Linked DNA regions of Gasterosteus aculeatus: region 1 is linked to region 2. A link is a contact called in public Hi-C data. All regions are on one chromosome and are shown on one strand. Each heading gives the region's core, a stretch centred on a gene start, on an enhancer-like site or on the middle of the called end of the contact. The rest is flanking DNA. Distances are from core to core; before and after follow the strand shown.

Region 1 (3,571 bases), core at 919-3,418, 58 kb after region 2:
TGTATTTTTTTTTCCCCCATCACGGCATTTTATAGGCAGAAATACAATATTTGATTTGCGTGCTTCTATGGATAATACATTTTAGAATTCATCTCGTAGACTATGTAAATGCTAAATCTTGAGCAGCGTAACGTAACCTTTTGAACACAATACAGGCAGCCTTCATACTGTATACATGCATAAATGCAGATCCTTCAAACAATAAGCAATCACACTTTGAATCCTTGAAATGATCTGACAGGAAGATGCCACGATTGCATCTGGCAATCAACACAAATAATTTGATTGTCTTCAGGGTGGCCCTGTCATCAGACTCATTCAAAGCGTCCTCACAAGTACCTCATCGTTTGATTGGATAAATCAAGGTGAAGCGGTTTAGAGCAAGACGAGACCCCCTTTTCTATTATCCCGTTGGCCTGACGTGCTATCACAATAGGAAATCTGTCTGAAGACAACATTTTTACCGTTTGCACGGTTAAATTAAAAAAAAGATTTTTATTGTTGGCAAAAAATAATTGCTTATTCATGCTGTTTGACCTGTTAGAAAGTGCACTGTTCAGATCTCAGGCCTTACCGCCGCCTCTTCTTTTCACAGATGTCTCAACCCTAAATCTTGGACCAAAAATGAAATGCACGAATATCTAATCACTTAAAGTCCAGAATGCTGCAATCGTACAAAAAGTTGGTAAGATTAAACTATAATTGCATTATTATTCCTCCTTTGTCTGATCCATCTCCCTTTTTATTTCCACGTTCTTCCCTCTTTTCATATACTTCCGTTTTGTTCCTACTCATTCTACTTGTGATGAAAGTCTGTGTAGTAGAAGTACCTTTATTGGTCTGTCTTACAAATCCTGCCCCAATGTGGTCTGACAGATAATTGACACTTTCATGAAATTGTATGACTTTCTTTTCAGCTTCTTTTTTTTATTTTTCGTCCTTTCCTTTTCCTCTTTTTTGGCTTCCTCCCTTTTTTTAAATTTCTTATTCCTCCATTTTCGCCTACTTCCCCCTTTTCTTTGTCTTCTTGCTCCTTTTTTCATCTTCCTCTTATTCCTCTTTTTAATATTATAGATTGTGGTAGTAGAAATGGTACCATAGAACGGTATCGGTCTAAAAGTAAACAAATGCTGCCCCTATGTGGTCTGAGAGATAATTTACAATTTTAGGAAATTGTACAAGTTCCTCCTTCCCATTGTCATCATCTTCTTCCTTCTGTTGTACTTTGTCACTCGGATGATCCCTTTTAATAATCAAATTTTTAAAATCAAAATAAAATAAAATAAAAATCTTTTTTTTTTTTTTTTTCAGGGTTCCTGTTCAAGAAAAGCCCCCCTCCCCCGAATGAAATTTATTTGTCTTATTAAATTTAACTTTTGAAATTTAAATTTTGTTTGAGTAAATATGAATGTTTTAATTTTTTCTTTTACAAACTGTATCCTTGGCAGCCCTTAAATAAAATGAGCGAGTTTTGTTTAAATTACTGTCTGAAAGAGTTTGTTCAAGTAGAACTCTTCGTTTTTATAAGTTTTGTCAATCTGCACATAACTACATGAAGTATTAAATGTCTCCTGCTAAAAAAAAAGTCCTCATATTACTACCTATTTATTTAATCTAAAAAAAAGAAAGAAATACAACTGGAAATAACAGAGTCTTGCACTAATGAGCCATTGTAGACAGCATCATTTAGTTAAGTACATGTGGCCAGAGTAAGTGCTGCAAGTATTTTTTATAAGCAAAAGTAATACCAGAATAGGGACCGGAATATCCCAAAATAGATTGGTAAAAGGCCTGTTTTCAAATGTTTACCCAAATAAAAAGTATCAATAAGTTGTATAATCATTGTGTAAAATAAATGTGTTATATATTACTGAATCATTCACATTTAATCAGAATTTTAATGGTTGAGTGACACTATTGTACTGCTCTGTAGTATTATGATCTATGGCAAAATGTTACTGTGTTTGTCAAATCTGCAGTGTTGTAGAATTTGAAGTAGAAAGTAAAATAAGTACAATCACCTCAAACCTAATTACCTAATTTATACAGTATTTGGGTAAATGTGCTTTTACTACTTTATGGGTGTGAACAATTATTCAAATGTGACGAAACCGTCTAGAATGATTTCTTTTTTTTTCTTATTACGTCGCCCAGATGTGGTTCTCCATTAGACCAGAAGGTGGCGCCTGTCTGACAGGCAAACATTTTGCTCTACTCAAACAGGGCCTAGTCCACTAAACATTTCGGGAGCCGGCATTAGATCCCTATACCAGGGCGGTGCGCAGGATATTCAAACTAAATAACACGTCTTTTGCCAAAGGGGCGATCCCCACTCCACGCTGGGTGCGTGCGAGCCCTCGGGAGTCAGACTGTGGACAGGCGTGGCAGTGGGCTGGTCCGGGCGCACCGAGCGGTGAACAGAAAAACCAAAAAAACACCAAGGGTCCACTGGTTTGGGATCAGCTGAGGCCCTGAGACGAGCTCCCACAAAGGATCCCCTGCGTCGCTACCCAATCGTGACACACTGACTGCAATTAACCCCACATCTGCTTCTTGGACGAGGACGCGCCTCCAGGGCCGTGGGTGTGCCGCACCCGAAAAGACGACTGCGTCCTGAAGGATGCTCTGAGGTGAGTGCACCGCCCGCGATCCTGTGTCTTTTAGCTGTGTCGAACAAGGCGTTCAGCCAATTCGTAGTTGGATGCATGGCGGGGACGCAGTAACACACGAGATCCTCCCTGACGCGTGCACGGAGCCCGTGTGCGCGCCGGTAGCGTCCTTTACTGCCCGATGTTTACCGTGTTGTTGTCGGCCGCACGGTGCATCACGCTCCCTGCATCGATGCGGTGTGCTTTTTTTGTGCTTGTTTATTGAAATCGCGCATTTATTCGGCTCGCACGCCCTCTCCGTGCTCGTCATTGTGCTCCGCAGAAGAAGGGCCGTGCGGTTCATCCCGAGGCTGCTGTGATGGCAGCGCCTTTTCCGAGCGCCGAGTCTAATCCCGTTTATTAGTGATGGCTGTTTGGTTGTTTTACTTAAGCTCAGCCCGTGTGGGGTGTGTGCGTGTGTTTCTCGGGAGAAAGTCCGGGTTAACACGCGGGAGGTCATGAGCTCTTTTGCCCATTTGATTTCTTTTGTTTCTTTGATGCGTGGTTCTTTGCAGAGCGAGAGTCGTGCATGCTGTGGGTGTCCATCTTCGGATCCCGGTGCTGATGCTGCAGCGCGTTCGAGTGTTGCTAGGCAGCCATGCAGAGCGCTGGCGGTTAGAGGCAGCAGAGGATGCTAAATAAAAACAAACATCAACGAAAAAGGATTTAAACAATGTTTAATGTGTACGCCCACGTTGTAGGTCGTTGTATGTTGGGCTGTCATCTCGTCCTCCCCCATGTGACTCGGGGCGGTTGGGACCATATTTAAATCCCCCACAGCACAATGGCAGACATTCACCTGAGTTACATTAGTGTAGAAACTGTCACTGTTGGATGAATGTTTATATATATTTTTGACCCTCAATCTAAATAATGTCATGTATGTTGGATTACTTAATCGAGTCCTATAAATGTGTATATAA
Region 2 (3,613 bases), core at 878-3,377:
ACCGAGGTGGCTCCTTTGTACCGGAAGCTCGCACCAAAGGCCTACAGTAACCAGGTTTGTTGCAAAGGCCACTTGTAGGAATGCAATAGTACTGAAAAGGTATGATTCTTATGGACAATGGTCATTGTGAGTTCAGCACAGTGGAGAAATAAAAGCTGTCAGTGACAGACAGATTAACAGATTCTGAATCCACATAATAAAATATGTAAGTCAATATTACTCACGTGTGACTTTTACTTCCATATTATTTGCAACAACAATCTACATATCATGTTTTCACAATGACACCATTTCAACCAGAGCGTAATCTTCTGACACTGACTGACTAAACTGATCACACCTGTGAAGTGAAATGTAAGAAAATAAAAGTTATTTTTTTCTCCCTCAGTGCGAGACTGAGTCGAAGGCTCCGGAGTGCAGGCTGGGCTCGAAGGAAGGCCGGCCCTTCTCTGGAGTCACTGCTTGCATGGACTTCTGTGCCCACGCTCACAAGGACCAGCACAACCTCTACAATGGTTGCACAGTGGTAAGATCACTCACCATACTGATAAAACGCATCTTTTATGTTTTGGGGGTATTTAGGATGAATAACGGCTGTATTATTTGATTTAAAATGTTGATGTTTTGTAGCTTGGAACAGTTTACATTGCATCTTGCTTTTCCTTCTCTCTCTCTCTGTAAGGTATGTACTTTGACTAAGGAGGACAACCGTTCAGTGAAGGAGATTCCAGAGGATGAGCAGCTCCATGTGTTGCCTCTTTATAGGATCTCCCAGACTGATGAGTTCGGCAGTGAGGAGGCCCAGCGTCTCAAGATGCAGACGAAAGCCATCCACGTGCTTCAGGCTTTTCGCCGTGAGGTGCGCAAGTTGCCCGAACCTGCCAAGTCCTGCCGACAGCGCAGACTGGAGGCCAAGAAGGCCAATTCGGAGAAGAAGAAAAATAAACTCATGCAGCAGGCAGGAGCGACACCGGATAAAACAATCGTCAAGGCTGAGGTCTGCATCACAGGTTCCCCTCAACTCCAAGACAATAAAGGTTGGTTGGTTGTTTTGGACTCATAATGTACTTTGACAAGGCAAATGATTTGAAATGTACCACGGGAACCCAAATACAGCAGAAGACAAAAACAATTAAGAACTTCAATGAGTTATAGTTTTTAACTTACTTTTCCTTTTTTTCAAACATTCAGCAATTATAAAACAAGAGGTGAAGCCCAACATCAAGAAAGAGCCGTTCAATGGATCAATGGATGGATACCGTGTGCAGGCAGCAGACCCATTCAACAACATCTATCCGCACCCTGCCTACTATGCAAGGGGAGGCCTTCCCCCGACTGGCCAGCCCTCTGCATCCGACCCAGTAAACGGTTACCACCACAATCTGCCCGCGATGCACTATGGCTACTACAACTACTCCCCCAATGCACTTTTCCGCCCTAAGCTGAGGACCTACGAGGGTCGAAATGGCTCTTCGCCCAAAGCAGGCGGCAAGGTTGCCCAGGCTGACTTGAAGCCTGACATTCAAAGCCTTCAGGCCAGACTGACCCAGTCCTTCCCCAGCCACCCAGAGCAAGCCAACCAACCAAACCTCAGCGCTTACGCCCAGCACGCAGACCACAACCAGTCCCGTTCTTCCTCCGTGTGCTCCGAACAGTCCAACAGAGGCACCCCAGTCATCAAACAGGAGCCTATGGACGTGCCGGTCTATGAAGGCACAACGCACGGCCAGGCTGGTGCCAAGACACCGAGCAACACCCCCCAGCCTGCAGCCTGGCAAGGGCATAAGTTTAATGGAAGTATCGTTCCCACCAACTGGGAAGGCCATCTGCATCCAAAACAAGGCCCCGAGGGCTCGTTGTTGACCCCGGACAAGCAGCAGTTTCACCAGCATCCCCAGCAGCGGCAGGCCTCTCCTTACCCGGCGCAGTGGACATCCTACCCAGGCTCAAATGCCCTAAATCCTTCCCCTGCTCCTTCGGCATCACTCCAGGTACCTCCCTCTTCATCCCCATCACCTCACCTAGGGACAGCGTTCCCCGGTAACATGCACCAAGGGTCCACGCGCCCCTCTACCCCGCGCTCAAACACCCCTCAGACAGGTACACCGCAGCCTGGCAGCGCTCACTCAAGCTCAGTCACAACGCACCCGGGCCCAGGCACTCCGGGCCCAGGCACCCCGGGCCCAGGCACCCCGGGCCCAGGCACTCCGGGCCCAGGCACTCCGGGCCCAGGCACCCCGGGCCCAGGCACCCCCAGGCACTGGGCCAGCCCTGCTCCTAGCCCTCAGCCAAATGCTTGGGCCATGGGGCCCGCGGCGTATAGCCCTGGTTTGAAGCACAGCAATCCTGCAGGGGCCTACGCAGACAAGATCTGGTCCAAGACCGGGGAAAGTCGGTGTTCCACCCCTCTGGGGCTCCAAGAGAAGGCCTGGAAGTCCGGTGGAGGTTCAATGGCGGGCATTTCCCCGTCTCCTACGCCCGAGGGTCGCCTGTTCCCTGATGCCCTGCAGCAGTCAGATCAGGCCTGCTGGACTCCCAACCGAGCCGAGAGTGACGTTGAGAGCACCAAAGGCCGCGAGGAGTACGACGAAGAGGAGTGGTCCGACAGCGAGCACAACTTCCTGGATCCCAACATTGGTGGTGTAGCCGTAGCACCAGCCCACGGGTCCATCCTGATTGAATGTGCCCGTCGGGAACTACATGCTACCACTCCGCTCAGAAAGCCTGATCGCTCCCACCCCACCCGCATCTCCTTGGTCTTCTACCAGCACAAGAACCTCAACCAGCCCATGCACGGCCTGGCTGTCTGGGAAGCTAAAATGAAGCTGCTGGCGGAGCGAGCACTGGAGAGGCAGCAGGAAGCAGCTCTCCTTGGCCTCTCCCAGGAGGAGATCAAGGCCCTCGGGAAGAAACGCAAGTGGGGGGCTACGGCGGCAGGTGCCAGTCCAGGACCGGGACAATCTAAAGACAAGAGGGAGGGGCCAGTGACGCGGTTAGCACCCACGCTGCACACCTCCACCACGGTGACTGCGTCTCCCTATGCCTTCACCCGCCTCACTGGGCCCTACAGCCACTTTGTCTGAGGTCACGCGGATACAGAAAGACTGACGGCTACAGAGCGGTGCAGCGGAGAGAGCAGGGCGAATGTCTCTCAGCCGTCCCACAGTCTGGTCTCTCCATCCTGGCCCCCTCCAGTCCAATAGAGGGGGGGGGGACATTTTTATTGTTTTTTACCTCATGTCAGGCAGGTGTTTGGGCTTCAGACACACTGCCTGTGGTGCTCTTCCTCTCTCTTCCCTGTAGAGGATCTCCATTGCTTTTTCTTGTTCATAGAATTTTAATGATTCTAATTATTGCTATTATTAGCGCTATTATTATGATTGCTATTGTTACTGTCAATGTTGTTATTACAGGTATTATTATAATGAAGACTTGTTTGTTTTTTATTATTGCTGTTTTCATTAATGTTATTATTAATGATGTGATTGTTTTTGGTTATATATATTTTTTTTAAATCAATCAGTCTGTCAGACTTAGACAATTGCTTTTCCATGTTTGGAAAACGTGTACCCTTTTTTGTTTCTGATTTGTTTGTTGTTGTCAATCTTCCAGC

What was found. Hi-C and Micro-C count contacts between places; a contact is called where the count stands out from the background.
Region 1: a Hi-C map of skeletal muscle shows a contact between it and region 2, with 4 times the contacts expected there. The contact joins the promoter of add2 here to the enhancer-like site in region 2. A contact is called at or near these places in 3 of 6 Hi-C or Micro-C datasets (skeletal muscle and whole body).

Annotation. Positions count from the first base shown.
Region 1 is chr13:17,951,159-17,954,729 of fGasAcu3.hap1.1, forward strand. add2 (adducin 2 (beta)) reads left to right here and starts at 2,169. Exons shown (of 15, transcript XM_078087236.1): 1 at 2,169-2,630. figla (folliculogenesis specific bHLH transcription factor) reads left to right here. Exons shown (of 6, transcript XM_040194760.2): 5 at 596-685; 6 at 1,312-1,480. The coding sequence ends at 610.
Region 2 is chr13:17,893,099-17,896,711 of fGasAcu3.hap1.1, forward strand. tet3 (tet methylcytosine dioxygenase 3) reads left to right here. Exons shown (of 12, transcript XM_040194851.2): 9 at 1-54; 10 at 389-526; 11 at 683-1,037; 12 at 1,192-3,613. The coding sequence ends at 3,083. Among protein-coding and RNA genes, the nearest start is that of LOC120830298, 16 kb to the left of the region's middle. Within about 2 kb of position 2,128, at least 1 of the 9 cell types and tissues checked has open chromatin away from gene starts, as enhancers often do.